Linked DNA regions of Mus musculus: all the other regions are linked to region 3. Evidence: chromatin contacts called from public HiChIP or PLAC-seq and promoter capture Hi-C data. All regions are on one chromosome and are shown on one strand. Each heading gives the region's core, a stretch centred on a gene start, on an enhancer-like site or on the middle of the called end of the contact. The rest is flanking DNA. Distances are from core to core; before and after follow the strand shown.

Region 1 (2,700 bases), core at 107-2,606, 410 kb before region 3:
TACCAAAATAATGACTATGTTGACTTTCAAGTTATTTTTATTCATTGAAAAGCCCCAATTATTCTTAAAGGGTTAGCTTATTCATTAGGTATATTCACTACAGATGAATTTAAAATAGCTATCTGCTGCCTTGGACTCAGAAATTGTGTGGAAAAGGAAGGTAGTGCCTATGGCTCCCAGGAGACTCTCCCACCCCCACCCCCACCTCCAAGCATGTAGGGCTGGGATTGTGGGCCCCTCCACTGGGAAGCCAGCTGGGGGATGAGGCTCAGGAGAGAAGACTCAGTTGCTAGGTGTGACTTGAAATCTACCTCTCAGGAGAGAGGTTCTCTAGAATTACTGTCCTCACAACGTCCCCTCCTCTTCTCCCATCATGCCCAGTTTTCATATGCCTTGGTAAGGAATAGCTCACTTTTAATAAAAGCACAGCGGGCACAAATGTTTTTTGAAGGTAGAGACCTAACCAGCAGGCATTTCCACCTCTGACCAGGCTACCTTCCCAAAGCTGAATTTTCTCAAAGATGAACAGGTTGATTATCCTTCCTTTTCCAGCCATCTGTTTACCTTTAAAAGGTCACTGTTTTCCATAATGAAGGGATATTTGTTTGTTTGTTTAAAACAAGACCTCCCTCTGAAGCCTAGGCTGATCTCAAACTTGAGGTGATGCCCCTGCCTCAGTCTCCTCAGAACTGTGATTTACAGGCTTGAACTATAGGGTAGGGGCGATTGAATTTTAAAGAACCAGTTACCTCCTATGAAGAATTCGGTAAAAAAACAAAAACAAAAACAAAAAACAAACCAAGACGCAAGGGGAGTGGAAAACCAGTCCTAAAGGTTGGATACTATATAACTCTAATATAAACAAATGTTTTCGGGGGAGGGCGGAGGGAGAGAAAAAAAGATTAGCGATCGCCAGGGCCTAAGAGTGCAAGTTACAAAAGCCTCCCAGGAGGGCACAGAATGTTCTGTTTCTCCACTGGCATCGGGTACATGAACTGACCCAGACGATAACATTGTGTAGGATTTAACGTTTGCAAACGAAGATGCGCATAACCCGGGAAACCTGAGCAAGCCTGGCGATCAGATCTAAGTCCACGTCTCAGTTGGAAACTATACTTTGTTGTGTTTTGCAGAGTGGCAGCACTGTGAGAAGTGAACTAGGTACGAACTACAACTACAGTGAGAAGTTGGCCAGCCACAGCGCACGCCCCTAGGAGCGCAGGGATTCCACCGATCCCTGGTGGGACCGCAACACCCGGCGCTAGACTCTCACCGGCAGCCGCTCCCTTGAGGGCGTCGGGGGTGGGCCCAGGGGACTGGCGGGGCGGGATGGGGCTAGCGTCGGAAGTGACGTCAGCGGGCGGGGCATGCACCTGAGCACCTGGGCGGACACGGTTGAGCCAGGCTGCTTGCGATACGCACGCGATGGAGGGCGAGGGCCGGGGCCGGTGGGCTCTGGGGCTGCTGCGCACCTTCGACGCCGGCGAATTCGCAGGCTGGGAGAAGGTGGGCTCGGGCGGCTTCGGGCAGGTGTACAAGGTGCGCCATGTGCACTGGAAGACGTGGCTCGCGATCAAGTGCTCGCCCAGTCTGCACGTCGACGACAGGTCAGCTCCCGGGCGGGGCCGGGTGGGATGGGGGCTGCGTGCTACGTGAAGCGCCGCGGAAGAGAGTTTGCGCCACTCAGGCCACCGGTCCCTCGCAGCTCCAGTGCTTCTGGGATTCGGAGCTGGCGGGGAGCGATGGCCCTGAGCCCTGTGAGGTGCGTCGGGCTCGTCCGGGACCCACCAAATGCTGCGGTCCGCGCCGGGCTTAGAGAAATTGCCGTGTGGGCCTCTGCGCTTTGTGAACGAGTTAGATTCAGTTCCACTTAGTAATTTTCGTCGGAGCACAAATTGGTGTAAGACCGTAATTATTTCGTTCGGAAGCACCGGCTGTGTTCCGGCGAGGCGTCCGCGGCGCACAGCCGCTTACAGGGCTCCGGGTCTCGCTTAGGTCTGAGATCTGGTTATGCCACAGCTTTTTCCCGCACACTTTCGTTTTAAAGGACTTAAGGTAGGAGCGAGACCCTGGGAACGTCTTTCTTTGACCCTGGGCAGGTGGCCCCGGGCACCTTGGGCCTTTCTTTGTCCCTCCTAGCGGATTATTCCAGCGATAGGAAAGGACTCAGAGAGGTCCCTGGTAAACTCTTTGGCGATTGTGGTTTGTGAGTAAATTTGGAGGCGAGGTGCGGAGCAGTTATTCAAAAACATTTTCCTCAGGTTTCACTGTTTAGGTTTGGTAGTAATAGGTTATGTATGAGCCTCAGAACGGCAGACTTAAATGACTTCCTCTCAAACCAAGCCGACATGGTGGTGGTGTTTGCGTTTTACCCAGAGAAAGAAAGCTCTTAAATTCCATTGAGCTGTCTGCAGGACCAGCCTTAAGTCACGGAAACTCTGAACTCCAACATTACTTTGGAGTAGTGACTATGGCTGCCTGGGTGACAATAAGAGGGATGGTTTGAGTTCTCTCTTTATGCCTCATCTCTAGCCTGGAAACTGTCAGAGCTATCGGGTGTTTGTGTTTGTTTGCTTGCTTGCCTTCTGCTATCACCCAGTTTTTCTTAGAAACTGGTACGGTGGGAACTAGTGTCTAAAATCACTACCAGCTCATCATGCTGTGTAAACCCTCCTAGACTCCAGTTCTGGGAACCCTTCA
Region 2 (2,875 bases), core at 69-2,568, 490 kb before region 3:
GTGTACCTGTTTTAAAGGTGTGTCGTCCCCCCCCCCTCCCCCGAGGACAGGGTTTCTCTGTATAGCACTGGCTGTCCTGGAACTCACTTTGTAGACCAGACTGGCCTCGAACTCAGAAATCCACCTGCCTCTGCCTCCCAAGTGCTGGTGTTAAAGGCGTGTGCCACCACCGCCCGGGCTTAAAGGTGTCTTGAAGGGCAAAGATGTCCTTGTCTGCTCAGTTCACTACACTGCCTGCCTCATTCACACACACACAGCTCTAACCTTAACTCCTCGGTTCACATACCATCTGGCCACCTCTCATGGATCACACAGCCTCTCTCCCCAGCTTTTTTGTTCACTCAGTCCCTTACCCTGAATCCTCACAGCCCGCTTCACCAGGCCTCCATATAGTCTCTCTCCTGTTCCCCATCCACATTGACAGTTACCCGCTCCCCATTCAGGAAGGCAACCATCCTCCATATCTGCAACCACGCATCTCTGCCCATGGGTTCCTCAATCACGCAGCCGTTTCCTGGGCTCTCTGGCTACAAAGCCCCAGCCAGTTCCCACAACACGCAGTTCTTTATCCCTGACTCCCTGTTAACACAGCCCGAAGTTCCCAGCTCCAGGTGCAAACACCCGGAGCCCTGGGCCCGCCCGTCGGCCTGCGCTGCGCACTACAACTCCCACGATGCCGCGCCACCGCCCCCCCGGCTTCCGGTGCTGCGCAGTTTCCGGAGCGGATCGCAACCCGGAGTCCGGATCCGACCCCGCTCTGCACATTCCACAGGCAGGTAAAGCCCCGGGCCCATGCTCGCCGCTGCCCCACCGCGCGCCCCTTGCTGCGGCCCGCGGCCCGCGCCTGGCCCGGGCTCGGCCTCCAGCCGCGCCCCCCACGCCCGCCCCGGTCCGGCCGCCGCGCCGCCTGTTCTTTGTTACAGTCGGGGCCGCGGGCGCCGTGGGCGATCGGAGTCAAAACCCGGCTGGAATCCGGAGCCGCTCCGGGATCGCCCTGCGCCCGCCGGGTTCCGCTGCCGCGGGCTTGGCCTCTGCCCTAAGTGCCCAGCCTGGGTTCCGAGCGCCCGGCCCCTGCCAACTGCCCTCCGCGCGCTCGGCCCACGCCAACCGGCGCCCGACCGCCCACTCGCGGGCTCGGCGCCCCCCGCCCCGGCGCGGGCTCAGGCGCTGCGCCCCTAGTGCGCCCAGGCCCAGCGGCCACCGCCAGGCCCTGCGTGGCTGCGGGCTCAAGTCTCTACAGTCCCTTCCCGGCTACCCGGCCGCCTTACCCGGTTTTCGGGCACAGCCCAGGGAGGGGCCTTCGTCTCCAGCCCCTTTGGCGTTTAAGAAAGTCCGAGGCTGTGCCGTGGCTCCCAGGCCCTGGCGCCTCACTCGTCTCTACCTTTTGGTGGCCCAGGGACCACAGTGGCAAGACAGGCTGGAGACATGTGCCCACCTACTATCTGGGAAAAGGGTGGACAGGTGGGGGCCAGGTGGAGCCTGCGTGCTCCTGAGGTGAGTTTTGAGAGGGCAGAGGTAGGACGAGAGAGGCAGTGGTGGGCGAGGGCGCGCTTATTCCCCCCCCCCCCAACACTTCATGGAATGGTGGAGGGCCTCTTCACACATGCTCATAAGCGTACCCCTCCTCCGAGGTGGTTTAAAATGGTAGAAGCTAGAATGTGAGCTGGAGACACGTGGACCTGTGCCTGAATTTAAAGCTGCCAACGCTTCTTTTAAAAAAACATATGCTAGAGCCCGTCAGAATCCTCCCATGGAGGTGCTTGTGCAGGCCACCGCTTGAGGTCCTGAAGGCAATTTTAAAAGTAAAACCTGAATTCTCCGACTTTGGGAAACCTCAGGGGTGGCAGAGACAGTACTCCCTGGAAAGTGCAGAGTAGTTGCTGAGACTTGATCGCCTATACACCCCACCCCAACCATATTTTGCTTCAAACCTACCGGCTTTCCATGTCTTACCTACTGCAGCTTCCTCCTCAGACTTGCCCTGAAATTACTGCTTTACTCTGAAATAAAACCTTTAGATCGGATTATTAAAGGGAAAAAGCACTAAGTTTTCTCCTGATGAGGTTTGTTTTTCCGTCTTTGATTCATGCTTTTCCACAAATGTCAGCAAAGAATATACTAGTTCTCTTTGGGGAACAGACAAGGTAGTTTGTTTTTCCAGAAGACAAATGGGTAGATTAAAACACCAACCACAGCTAGGTTGATGGCAAATGCTTATAATCCCAGTACTCTGGAGACTGAGCCAGAAGTCTATGTTCATGGAAGCCTGGACCATACAAAGCCAGCTACAATTACAAGGCTGTCTTAGAGAGATTACCTTTGAGAAGGACCACTGTTGCCATGGGGTGTCCTGTCATTTTTTTCCTGAAAGGTTATCTGTGCAGAAGGTAGGGAAGACATTGCTGCATTTTTCAGGTATAATAGAGCATAAAACTGGTCACCAACAGTGGCATAAAGGCTGGCCAGACTCAGATTCTCATTTGTAACATATGTCTGACACCTGTTCAGGATAACTTTCCCAGATTGTTCTACCAGGCCATTTCTGTGGTAAACGTTTGTGGACACCTTTCATACACCCAAGGGACAAAAGAAGAGGTGCAAGAGGCAGTGTAGACTATAAGTAACGGTGGTTACACAAGAGTGACAAGGACATGAAGGAAGAAGGTTGCTGGGTGTGCAGGGGTTGTTGGCACACTCTGCACTGACCTGAGCCATCTATCTAGGAAGGGTAGTTTAGTAGGAGACAGGTGCTGTGAGGAAATCTAGCCTCTAGTGGAAATCTAGTGGAAAGCAGAGTGGGCTAGTGCACAGAGGGCTGGGTGGGAACATAGTTGGGATCCCAGGCTGGGAAAGGCCAGTGAATCAGGGTGGAGAG
Region 3 (2,700 bases), core at 90-2,589:
AAAGTCTTGAATAATTTAATTAGAATTATACAAAAGTCATGAGCATGTTCTATTTATGGGTAATCACATCAGCATGACAACCCCCAACGACGATGTTAAAAATAAAGTGTCTTCATACGGTGCGTTCAACTTATGAGACAACTTGAATTCGAATTGGAGAGGGTCGGATCACTTCTGTGAGGCTTTTGTTTCCCTTGCCAGATTCCGTGCTTGGGAGCCGGTGTTCCCTGTCACTCGAAGTGTTAAATGAACATCGGCACAAGGCGGGGAAGAAAGCTGTTTGGACTGCGTTTGTTTTATCTTTGACTCGCTACGCGCTTGGTGTTCCCCAGCAGCTAATGGCATTCACATTCTCCAACCCCCGCAGGATGCATGCCTTGGCGGGTGCACGGCTCCCAGAGGCTGGGCAGCCGGACAGCTATGAGGAAGCCAGCAAACAAACTCCGAGGAAGGAAGACGGCTGGCTCTGCCCTGCAAAGAGACACTTTGGAACCGGGTGTCTTTTAGCTGAGCTCATGGAGAAATCTCTTTTAAAGGGTACTGCGCCTTGGATGCTGTCCAAGAGTCTTTTTAGCAATGAGACAGCATAGAGATGGTATCAACTCCAGTGATTTCCCTGCACCTAACAGCACCTTTTTCCAAGACCCCACCCACCACCCACTCAGTAGGTACCGCTCTTGCTGGAAGGAGGCGTCGCTCCTGGGCCCGAAGCATGTTACAGGTTCCTTCAGCTGTCAAGCTCCACGGGGTGGGGGAGGGCCACCAAGTTCTGAAACATTTGCTCACACCCCCTGAGCTGTGCTCCGGCAGAGGCTGCGCTCCCTGGTGCGTCCCTAGCGCGCGCCTCCACTCCTCACCCAACCCATGCATCTCCCTGACCCTTCTTCCCAGTGAAAGCTACTGCCTTAGGGACGGCATTAAATCGCGTGGAGTCAATTCACAGAAACTACCGCCCCCAACCCTACCTTCTGCGGAGGGGTCCCGATCAGCATCTCTAGGTAGTAGCCGCGGCCAGAGTCCCCCTGAAGGTTGTCCACCATAGCCAAGAAGTTGGCAGTAGCCCTGACAGGCTCCAGTGCGAGGGCCAGACCATCGGCCCGGGGCAACTCGGGGGTCCCGAGTCCGGGAACAGCCGAGGCTCTGTGGTTCGTGGCCCGGGCCACTTGGAGGGGCAGCGTGAAGGGCGCGGGGGCCAGCGCGGGGACCGCACTCAAGAGCCACTGCGCCAGCACCGGGAGCAAGAGTGCTCGAAGCAGCGCGCCCATCCCCGCAGCGGGGGCTCGGCGAGTCTGCGAGCGCGGTTCTGCGGTCCTTAGCCGGCCGGGGCGGGGCGGACAGGGAGGAGGCTGGAGAAGGCGGTGCAGAGTTGAACAAGTTCTCAGTCGCTGCCCCCTCTGGCGGCCGCCTCCCCGCAGGCCCTGCCCCTCCTCCGTGGCCAAGGTCAAGGATGGGCGCGGGTCGCGCCTCTTCCCCGGGAAACTGGAGTGCAAAATTTCCCCGGAACGTGCCCGGGAGGCCACGGCTAACGGATATGACGAGGCTCAGCTTAGAGCTGCTGGAAAGTTTCGGGAACCCTTAAAGGGGCAGCTAAAGCGCAAACTGGCTTTCTGGTCCTGCGCTCAAGGAACCCCCGGGGGTCCACTGTCCCTGCAGAGGCAGAAGTGCCCTTAGGACTTAAGGCTCAGAGCGCGGGGCAGGCAACTGTGAAAGAGTGCACCTCTCCGCTTGCCAAGCGCACTCCAACAGGGTCTGGCTGCCTCTCGGAGCTTCTCCCACGCGTGGTTCTCCCCTTCCAGCTCCTTAGGAGTTAGCTGGTTCTCTGAGAAAGGATTTGAAGTATGAATGGAGGCTGGGGGCGCTGAGAGCCCCAGGGATAGGGGAAGCAGGTGAGCAGATTTTGAATTTCTGAGAAGGGATCTGGGTTATTGCTCCTTCCTGCTTACCCTCCCCTGAACCCAAAACCACAGCTTGAGGAGGTAGATTTGGGCCTGGTCTTCCTGGCTTTCCTCTTGTCCTTAATGCAGATCCAATTCCGCTAGGAGCTGAGCTCAATCTCCCAGGGATTCAGTCAGTCCACCAAGATAGTGAATTACTATCAGGGTCCCAAATGAGGCTGCCATCCAGCCTTCCCCCTCTTTCATCCTCCCACCAGCTCTCCGCAGATTATCTAATTAATACTTGTTTAGCCAGACACCGAAGCCGCAGAAATGCATTCAGAGGGCTATTTTATTTCAGGTACTGAACGCAGGGGGGACAATTACAGCAGCTAAACTCATCGATTTTTTGCTGAATCAAGGAATAGGAGAAATCTTTGTGTCTCCTCCAGCTGAATTATGTTGGCTTTTTTTTTTTTTAAAAAAAACAAACAAGACCATCTTCAAACAATGGAAAGTAGAAATCAAGCGTCCCTAATCCTTAACCGGAACTTCCAGATACAAGTGTCCATGCTTGTTCCCTCCTTTCCAATGTCAGAATCCTTTCTTGCTCTACCAGGGACCTTTCTGTCCCAGATCTTCAGCTGTTCTACTTTCTAAATGGTTTTGGTTACAGGTTGCACTTTTCCCCCCTCTTAACTCTATCCAAGCTTCAAGGAATCCCCAGTCACACGAAGGCAGGCCTGATTGAATTCCAGGATAGAACCTAAATTGTTATTGCCCATAAATCTGCATAGTTATCGCGAGCTCTTACATTCATATATTC
Region 4 (2,700 bases), core at 88-2,587, 310 kb before region 3:
GGTACCTCCCATTCTCCATAGGCTTCAGGATGCTTCTTGAAGCAGGTCACAGTGACAGAGGATAGAATGTAGGCCAGAGGGAGAGAATACATAAGGTTTGCTGACTAAATACATCCTGTATGGACAGGTAGGCACCTCAGAGAGCATAAGGAGGGATTGAGTGTGGCCAGAATGGACATTCACTGTGGATTTGTCTGAAGAACGGGGGAACCAAAGTGGGTTGAGCTACTAGATAAATGTGAATTTTCTCAGTCATTGACAGGGCATGTGGGCAGCTGGGTAGCAGTCTCAAGTGATGACAAGGAAGGCCTGCTTTGTTGGAGTCTGGAGATGAAGGAGGCAGCATTTGAGAACCGGCAATGCTCCCCTCTATATGGCCATGAATGGGACCCGGGAATGAAACCTTAGCTGGGCAGGTGCCAAATCTGTTCCAAGAGCCTGATGGTCACCTGCAGCAAGAAGAGGGCAAGGAACAACCACGGGAGTGTGTGTGTGTGTGTGGGGGGGGGGCAGGGCTCAGTTCCTGCGATGCAATGTGAGGTGCTGTCTGGATCCTTACAGGAAATGTTCAGTAGACACAGAGTTCAGGAGTGAGGTCTGGGTAGGACAGAAGCTGCAAGTTCGCTTCTTCTAGGTGACTAAATATGGCCTCTGCTTCCAGCCTCCACCTCCTTGATGTCAGTCGTGGCTGGTCACACCATCAAGTTCACTTTAAGTTCCCTTCTCTTCCTTTCTCTGCTCCTGCAGGGGCCTGCAATGCTGGTGCTAGCTCAATAAAAGCTGTAGGCATCCACCTTCCACTACACAGCTGTGTTTTCTTACAGTGGTGGAGGTGGGAAGCCTGAGACCAAAGGTGGCTTTGCCTCCTGTCCCTTTCTCACCTCTGTATTGCTTGTGGTGTCCTTGGCTTGGAGTAATATCATCCTAGTCTCCGCTTATATCTGCACATAGCCTCCTCCATGATTTCTGTCTCGTAGGACCTGCCTCACTTCTGCCTGACCTCATCTAATATCAACTGACTCCTTCCTATTTCCAAACGAGGTCACCTCCACAGGCACAGGGATTTAGGACTTCAACTGTAAGCCTGAACTGTAGGACAAGAGCAGTAACTACCCCTCTGCCTCTGTGTAGACATTTACTGGATCAAGAATGTTTCTGCAGGGAAAGGTAAGTCATTCCTGAGAACCCAGCCTTGGACTGCTCAGGGGGATAGCTGTCTTCCTTTACCAGAGATAGCAAAAAACCCCAGGTCTCTCTACACATACACTGTGGGACCTAGGCTGCTTGCTTTGGCTCAGCACTGCTAGTTCACCAAGGAGTCTGCTGCTGTCTGGCCTGGGGCCACCATTCCACACTGGGGAGGGACTGAGCTGGGTGCACAGGAGTAGGGTGGGGTAGGGTGTGGTGTGGTGTGGTATGTCTCCGCAGAGGTCATGAACCCAACTCAACCTTTTAGCTGTGAACCTTTTAATAACCCTGCAGCCTCAACTGTAAGAAGGGGCCATTTGACACTCTTCTCCAGGGCCATAGAGGGTTAAGTGACACTGGTCTGGTACTCAAGAAGAAACACACAACTTTATGTTATTCTTGGCTTGGCTTTGGTCCTCATTTGCAACTTTAGTAGCATCACCTTTGGGATTCTTTCCAGGTTTTTGCAGCTACTTGTCACCTGCCTAAGCAGTTATTCAGCCTCTCTGAACCAAAACACACAGTTTGCCTTGAATTCCCAGGGAGTTCCCCAGGGAGCACCCCAGTCCCCAATGCACAGGGTAGACAGGGGTGCCTGGACAATGTCATGATGTCCCCTTCTGGGTTCAATGGATGAGCTTTGCTGTCAATACTTCTGAGTATGAAATTAGCATGTCATTGCATCACTACCAAAAGAGTCTAGACTTTTCCTTTCAGGTATCAGGACCATGGTAGGAAGAGAGGAAGGAGAAAGATGGCTTAAGCTACCTGGTTAGGGAGCTTAGGGAAGATTGTGAATACTGGACCAGGTATTCACTTCCTCTGCCACTTCAGTCCCCAGGTAAGGTCTGAAAGCCCCATGCCAGGGGCTGGCACCCCAGTGAGCTGCTTTAGGAAAGGGCAGATGTTCCCATCTCCAAACCACTATCAGCGCCAGAACTTACTGGCTTGGGGGCTGTCGGTCATCGTGTTTCATCACAATAGTAATCCTAAGAAAAGTCTTCTTACATGGATTATTTCATGGACCACAGGGTTCTTTCTATTTTAAAGCAAATGTGTAACACATCTCCATACTCCATGGTCTTCAAGGATGAGATAGAAGTCTTTGAAGACATTTTAAACCTTGAGGAGGCAGCTCAGGAACACAGATGCTGAGTGTGTGACCGGCTTCAGGTAGTGCTTGCTCCAGTAGCAGAGTGCTGCAGGTAAGTCTGCTTGGTATAGTGGCCAGCACTCTGCTCAGATCCAGAGATACCCAGTGGATGACTAAGGCAGAGCTGAGGTATAAACCCGGAAACACTCCTTATGCTTGTTTTCTCTGTTTATTTGTCAGATGTTCAGATAGCTACCATAACCCATGCCCTAAAGGCTTGCCTGGTCTCATACCAGCTGGATAAGATGAAATGCCAAACCTACAACCTAGCTGCCAGCACCAAGCCCTCATATGCTGGCTCACCCATACAGGGAGACTATAGCTCCATCTTTGCTCAGCTCCTCTTCTTGCCCAAGATC

What was found. HiChIP or PLAC-seq counts read pairs in DNA pulled down with a chosen protein or histone mark. Capture Hi-C pulls out chosen DNA fragments and counts their contacts.
Region 1: a contact with region 3 is called in an HNF4G HiChIP or PLAC-seq map of pancreatic cancer cells. The contact joins the promoter of Ripk4 here to the promoter of Bace2 in region 3. A contact is called at or near these places in 8 of 39 promoter capture datasets (the 3T3-L1 cell line, cranial neural crest, frontonasal cranial neural crest and 5 more), 2 of 115 datasets of contacts at active chromatin or transcription factors (embryonic stem cells and pancreatic cancer cells) and 1 of 9 other capture datasets (embryonic stem cells).
Region 2: a promoter capture Hi-C map of adipose tissue shows a contact between it and region 3. The contact joins the promoter of Prdm15 here to the promoter of Bace2 in region 3. A contact is called at or near these places in 2 of 39 promoter capture datasets (embryonic stem cells and stem cell-derived epiblast-like cells), 1 of 115 datasets of contacts at active chromatin or transcription factors (extraembryonic endoderm stem cells) and 1 of 9 other capture datasets (adipose tissue).
Region 4: a FOXA1 HiChIP or PLAC-seq map of pancreatic cancer cells shows a contact between it and region 3. The contact joins the enhancer-like site here to the promoter of Bace2 in region 3. A contact is called at or near these places in 9 of 39 promoter capture datasets (the 3T3-L1 cell line, HPC-7-derived erythroid cells, cranial neural crest and 5 more), 1 of 115 datasets of contacts at active chromatin or transcription factors (pancreatic cancer cells) and 2 of 9 other capture datasets (embryonic stem cells and liver).

What each region holds. Positions count from the first base shown.
Region 1 is chr16:97,762,435-97,765,134 of GRCm38.p6, reverse strand. It overlaps Ripk4 (receptor-interacting serine-threonine kinase 4), which reads left to right and starts at 1,356. Exons shown (of 8, transcript NM_023663.7): 1 at 1,356-1,607. The coding sequence starts at 1,426.
Region 2 is chr16:97,849,670-97,852,544 of GRCm38.p6, reverse strand. Prdm15 (PR domain containing 15) reads left to right here and starts at 1,318. Exons shown (of 24, transcript NM_144789.2): 1 at 1,318-1,494. The coding sequence starts at 1,426.
Region 3 is chr16:97,355,367-97,358,066 of GRCm38.p6, reverse strand. It overlaps Bace2 (beta-site APP-cleaving enzyme 2), which reads right to left and starts at 1,339. Exons shown (of 9, transcript NM_019517.5): 1 at 966-1,339. The coding sequence starts at 1,265.
Region 4 is chr16:97,664,383-97,667,082 of GRCm38.p6, reverse strand. It overlaps Gm41512 (a long non-coding RNA gene), which reads left to right. Exons shown (of 3, transcript XR_876311.2): 2 at 1-127; 3 at 978-2,700. Among named protein-coding and RNA genes, the nearest start is that of Gm41512, 5.0 kb to the left of the region's middle. Within about 2 kb of position 1,337, at least 46 of the 459 cell types and tissues checked have an H3K27ac peak or open chromatin away from gene starts, as enhancers often do. A contact at or near this core is called in pancreatic cancer cells, where this site is marked.